Regions from separate parts of the Sus scrofa genome. Here region 2 is linked to region 1. The links are chromatin contacts, called in public HiChIP or PLAC-seq maps. All regions are on one chromosome and are shown on one strand. The core of a region is the stretch at or near the end of the contact, and the rest is flanking DNA. Distances in the headings are between cores, read along the strand shown.

Region 1 (2,928 bases), core at 296-2,795:
TCTGAGGTTCCGGCTCCCGGGCCGCCCCGGGCCCCGGCGCTCCCACCGCCGGCGGCGGCCCCGGGGCGCTCGGGCGGGTAGATCGGGCGGATGTACTGGTATCCGAGCTGGGGGAAGGACATGGTGGCCCGCGGGGCACGGACGGAGAGGGGGCCAGGCCCCCCGGGCCGCCCAGCTCAGCGCCGCCCGCGGGCTCGGCGCTCATCAGGGGCTGAGCCGGGCTGGGGCCGCGCTGCCTCCCGCGCTGCGCTGCACTCCGCGTTCGCCTATTGATCTGCTCGGCGGCAGCGGCGGCGGCGGCGGCGGCGGCGGCAAGGAGCCAGGTCAGGTCCGAACAGATTGGCGGAGATTCCCGGGGCTCCGGGCTCTGATTGACATTTCTACGGGCCCGCAAGCCCCTCCTCTCTGCGCCGCGCTCCCTCCTCTCGGCAGCCGGAGCTGCCTCTGCCCGCGCCTCGCTCCTCACTGCCCTCCTCTCCCTGAGCAGTGTCGCTCCGAGCTTCCTTCGCCCTCCTCTAGTTTTCACTCCCCCTCCTCGCCCTTCCTCTCCCCTCCCCTCCCTCTCAGCGCTCCTCTTTCCCCCAGGACCGCTTCCGCTCCTTCGGGCTCTTTCGCGCTCCTGGACACTACAAAACTCTTCTTTCTCCTTCTCTTTCCTTTTCTTACTATTCCCTTTTCTCCCCTTTCTCTTCTCTTCACTCCATTTCTTCTTTTGAAAATCTATTTCTCTATACTCACACTACACGCCCCGCACCCCTGTCCCTTGCCTCTGCGCCCTGAGCTAAGGCAGCCTAAAGTTGCGGACACTTTGGGCGCCTGCCGTGCGGGGTGTGCGTGTCTGTATCTGTGTCCGTGTGTCCGTCTCCGCCCTTCCCCCCTCCCTCGCCCTTCCCCAAATCTCGGGTCTGACGTTGCGCCCTCTTATTCGACTTTTCCTTGCGTCTCCTTCGCGAGTCTCCAATCGCTTGGGCGGCCTGCAGGCTAGGCCGCCCACCCCCGCGGATACTGCGCGCAGGGCGGGGCCGGGCGGGGCGGGAAGGGACTCTCAGAGTCCCTTCCCGCCCCCTCTGGCCTGCGGCGGGAGGGGGAGCGAGAGGCGCGGGGACGGGGTTAGAACAGGGTCAGCTCGCCCCTCCAGCTTCCCGCCTCTCGGTACCTTTCCGTCGGCTCCAGCGCGCGGGGCCTGGGTCGGGTCCAGACCAGGTCTCGGGCAGGCGCTGGGGTTTTACTCTGCCCGGGCCCCCTTTCCAGCTCGCACCTCTTGACTCCGGGCTACTCTCAGAGGCGTAGGGTGGGAGCTTGCCGAGTGCGCGGGCGGGGTGCGTTCTAGTCCAGTCTTCAAGGACCATCTCACTGCCCAGGGAGGCGAAGCAGCCCCCTACTCCAGAGGACCAAACCTTGAAATTAACCACGTTAACGCCGCACGGCTGTCAGGGTGCGAATCTCTCATTAGAAATGGCGGATTCCCGGCGCGGGTGTGGGCGCCGCAGGGTGGACTCCCCGGGGATCTGGGGAGCGACGTCAGGACAGTGGAGCCTACGGGCGCCCAAAGCTGGGGTGGGTGGGGTGGGGGCGGAGCAGGGAGCTGGGTGGCTGAGGCCCCAGGAACTTTTGGAGAGCGCTTGGAGAACTTTGTATATTGGAATTTTCGGTCCGTAGAGATTCTTCGTTTCGACACTACCCCTTCTTCTGCTCCCCGGTCTCCAGACCGACCTGTTTTCTTGCGGCGAGGATCCTCCCACCCGCTTGGGTGGGGATGGGAGGCAAGCCTTGTAGTTTTACAGTGGGATATTCCCTACATCAAACCTGAAATCCCCGTATCCGGGCGCCCACCTTCACGGCTTGGGGAGTGCGGGATTGAAATTCCCGGTATTGCCGCGGCTCCGGGCTAAACGCTTTAGGCCGCCACGGCGACCGACGACGCAGAGGCCAGGCCTGCAGCGGGAACGCTCCGGGAACAACACCGGGGCGTAGACTGCCTAGGAGTTGCCAGCCCCGGCTAAGAGGCGGAAACTGGCCCGCTGAGCGCTGATTGATAGAGGAATCGAAGCCGAATTCCACCAGAGTGGAGGGCTTGGAAAGCCTTGTTCCTGACTTATCTCCGGTCTCAGCAGCTCTGGGGAGCTGCGTTCCGGAATGAACTCCCACTGGCACCCAGTTTTGACCCCCACCCCACCCCTGCCTCTCTCCACCATTCTTCCCTCGAGCCCATGACTCCAGGAGGTTTGAGAGTCGGAGAAAATTGGGGAGAACACAAATTTGGGGGCAGCTAGGATTGGGGTTCGATTGGGGAAACTAAGCGGTGGCCTTCTCGAATTGGGTCAAGCTGTTTCTCTTATTCCCTCCCCACCTGCTTCTTCTTGGTGCTGGACGTTGGCCTTAGCTGGAGTCTCACCAGAAGGGCAGATATCAGGGGAAAGCTCTGGGTTTGAAATATTTCCCCAGGTGTCTGATTTCGTTTGCAGTGAAAAAGCATACAGAATCATGGGCTCACCTTCTCGAGAAAAATCTCAGGATTACAAAGTTGAAGGTAACGTTATTTCCTGGAGCGTTTCCTAGACGTCAGTCCCAGAGCCTCCACCGCCCTGAAATACTAGAGTTTGCACCAACTGCGGCACCTGACCGGGGTGGGGCTAAGAGGGAGACTCCGAGGTGGGGAAACTGAGGCTGCACTGGGCCACTATTTAACTCAGCTTTTCCAGAAGTAAAAGAGAGAACAATGAACCCTGCAGAGGCTTCTTCCATCTGCATTAACCAGCTATCGACCTGGCTTCGCTGGACTGTGGGAAGGCGGGAAAGAGGCCAGGAAAGGGGCGAGGCTGTTCTCAGTGAACTAGCCACTCCAGGCCTGGGGCCCGTGACCCAGAAAGTGAGCTTCCAACCCAGATGTTGACCCAAGAACCTCGATTAATTAGATACCTCCAGGCA
Region 2 (2,928 bases), core at 122-2,621, 520 kb before region 1:
CACGAAAATGATAACTTTTCCCTGAGAGAATTTGGTACTTTTATAACAATAACGATGATGATGGTGTTAACATTTATTGAATTCTCGCTAAAATGTGCTAGGCACTCTCCTAAGTGCTCTGCTTGTGTAAATTAATGAAATATCTCACAATAGGCTTGTGAGGTTGTTACTTACGTTTGCTACTAATGAAGAAACTGAGACAAGGCTTAGGTACTTTGCCCAAGTTCACACATATTCCAAGTAGCTGTCTGGTCCTATTTTTGGTTGTCACAACTGGGAAGGTGGGGGGCACCAGTGATACTGGTATCTAGTGGTCAAGAGATGATGTTAAACATTGAACCACAACAAAGAACTATGTGGCCTCAAATGTTAATAGAGCCAAGGTTGAGAAACCCTGCACGGGGCTGCAATGTCTCTCCAATATCTTTTCAGGCAATCCCTCCTGGCTCATTATGCACCACTCACACTATTCTCTAGGTTCTTTGAATTCACAGTATCCTTGTCTTGCCCAAGGCCTTTGCATGAGGTGGCTCCTCATTCTTTGGTGTCCAGCTCAAATATCACTTCCTCAGAGAGGCCTTCCCTGATCTTCCTATGTTAGAGTACCCTTCCTTCCAAGTTCAGCACCATTTGTTTCTTGTATAGCAATCAGCTCGATATGAAATAATCTTATTTACTAGTTCGTTACTATTTCATCTTCACTAATAAAGTATAAGCGTCTTAAGACCCGCATCAGTCCTGTTCATAGCTGGTCGGAACAGTGCCTAGCACAGAGTGGGCACCTACATTGTTTTATGGAATGAATAATTGAATACCTGCCACTAAGACTAAAATGGTAAACAAAGACTCCCACCTTGATAGATTATGGGGTAATCACGATAAACAAATAATTGTAAATAACTGAGCAAACAAAATGTCACTCAAGAGGCTTATTAGGGTTTCCCAACGAACTCCTAACCCAGGACAAATAAGCATACTGTTTCTGGGACCTACTTAAAGAAGGACCTAGCTAGTCATGGCAATTAGCATTAGCTCTCGAGAGCTAGGTTTCAGGGCTAGGATAGAAAATTTCAAACCGGTGCGGGGCGTGGGAATAATATAGGCTGCCTGTGATTCAGGCCTGAGGAAGTGGTGTCTCGGGCCGGGCTGCTCTTCACGCGAGCAGAACTCCAGGGTCTTCTCCAGATGGTAGAGCAGACCCCAGGACCGTGGCCCGTGCTGCAGATCTGCCCCCTTCCTCCCCTGTGCTCCCCCAGAATACTCACCGCCACTCTCTCTCAGCCGCTAGTTACCGTTGCTATAGCGCCGACGGCAAGTGGGGCGGCTGGCCGAGAGGAGCACGGGAAAAAACATGGCAGGCTCCGTTGACTCCTGGGAAATGTAGTTCTCCTCGGGCCGTGGCCCTCCTGCTCGCTGCGCTGCGGACTACGATCACCCAGCTGTTGGACCTGGGAAATTCTCTTGCTCCAAACCCCGAGGCTAATTCCGGCGTAGCCGTGGTGCGCTCTGGGAGTGGTAGTTCTCGCGGCTCCGAGAGCGAATGGCGCCAGGCGGGAGCAAGATCCCGAGAGAACTACACAGAGGAGGCGGGGTCCAGGGCGCGGAATCTACGCGGCTAGCAGTGGCGAAGGAGGCTATAGCAGCAGCATGAAGCGAACCCCAACCGCCGAGGAACGAGAGCGCGAAGCTAAGGTATCTTGGGCTCCTCAGAGTCTGGGATCTTTCATGCACTTGTAATGGGGGCTGGGAACCCGAAGGACTTGGTTGGATGGCGAGCGCACCCACGATCTTAAGCCAAGGGATGACAAGGCCTTGTTAGCAAGGGAACCAGAGACTTTGGGGGTTGTAAATTCGTGCTGTTTGCAGGCCTAGTCCCGTTGGATCAGCTCACATGAGAATCTAGACACCCCTTTCCTTGTCCTGCTTCTGCATCTAATTCCTTGATTAAATTTGTAGCTACTCTTGTGCCTCAGTTTACCGGACTCGAATATGCCTGTGATCGTAACAGTTGTGCTTCCTCTTCGGTAATGATTTCTGAGGACTGGGGTAGATGTAGGTGAAATATCTGTGTATTCAGCTGTGCTGTTTTCAAACAGTGTATGTTCTGTGTCTTCATCACAGCGGATAGGATCTTTAACTACACTCCTATTTTCTCCTTTTGGGGTTCATCCTGTAACAGTTGCTTGTTCCATGGGATGACAGTAGTCACAGTAATAGAATTTTTTAAAAATCATTTATTAGTGTCAGGCTCTGCGTTTTCATAATATTTGTATTATTTCATATTTTTTTATCACAGCAGATTGCAAGATAGATATTATACAGATGGAGTAACATCAATTCTGTTTTACAGAAGAAGACTTAAGCCTCAGAAGAACTGTTTCCCTCATTCCCCAAATCAAGTCGTGATTTGTCTAAATACATTGGTTCACTTTTTTCCATCTTTACCACCTTGGACCAAGCTACAATTACCTCTTCCATGGACTGTTCCAGTCGTCTCTTGGTCCATATTCACCTTACGCCTTGCTTCCTTTCTGTTGCTCTTCCCACACAACCAGTCTCTTCTCCACACTGCAGTGTGTGAGCTTTTCAAAATGCAAATCTAATCATGACTCTTTCCTTCCTAACTCCTCTGCCAGCCACCTGTTTAAAAATCTTTCATGGCTTTCCTTGCTCTTGGGATAAAGACAAAACTTCACATGGCCCACAGTGTTTTGCATGGTGTAGAACCTACCTGCATCATCCACAACCTCAAGGGATGTGACACCCTCCCTGCTCTCTGCCCATCAGCCACTTTGGCCTTCTTAGAAGTTTCTCTTTCCTGTGCTTTATTTGGTTACAGGGTCTTTACACATGCTGTTTGTTGCTCACTCTGTATTAGGTAGTTATTGGAAGTGAGAAGCATTGGTAAGTGAAGCAGACACCGTTTGT

What was found. HiChIP or PLAC-seq counts read pairs in DNA pulled down with a chosen protein or histone mark.
Region 2: a contact with region 1 is called in an H3K27ac HiChIP or PLAC-seq map of skeletal muscle, with 4 times the contacts expected there. The contact joins the promoter of RPGRIP1L here to the promoter of IRX3 in region 1. A contact is called at or near these places in 1 of 47 Hi-C or Micro-C datasets (embryonic fibroblasts) and 1 of 2 datasets of contacts at active chromatin or transcription factors (skeletal muscle).

The regions. Positions count from the first base shown.
Region 1 is chr6:31,043,539-31,046,466 of Sscrofa11.1, reverse strand. IRX3 (iroquois-class homeodomain protein IRX-3) reads right to left here and starts at 1,545. Exons shown (of 4, transcript XM_003126981.4): 1 at 1-1,545. The coding sequence starts at 122. LOC110261350 reads left to right here and starts at 121. Exons shown (of 6, transcript XM_021097536.1): 1 at 121-135; 2 at 209-323. The coding sequence starts at 121.
Region 2 is chr6:31,563,380-31,566,307 of Sscrofa11.1, reverse strand. RPGRIP1L (protein fantom) reads right to left here and starts at 1,371. Exons shown (of 25, transcript XM_021097100.1): 1 at 1,266-1,371. FTO (fat mass and obesity associated) reads left to right here and starts at 1,634. Exons shown (of 9, transcript NM_001112692.1): 1 at 1,634-1,692. The coding sequence starts at 1,648.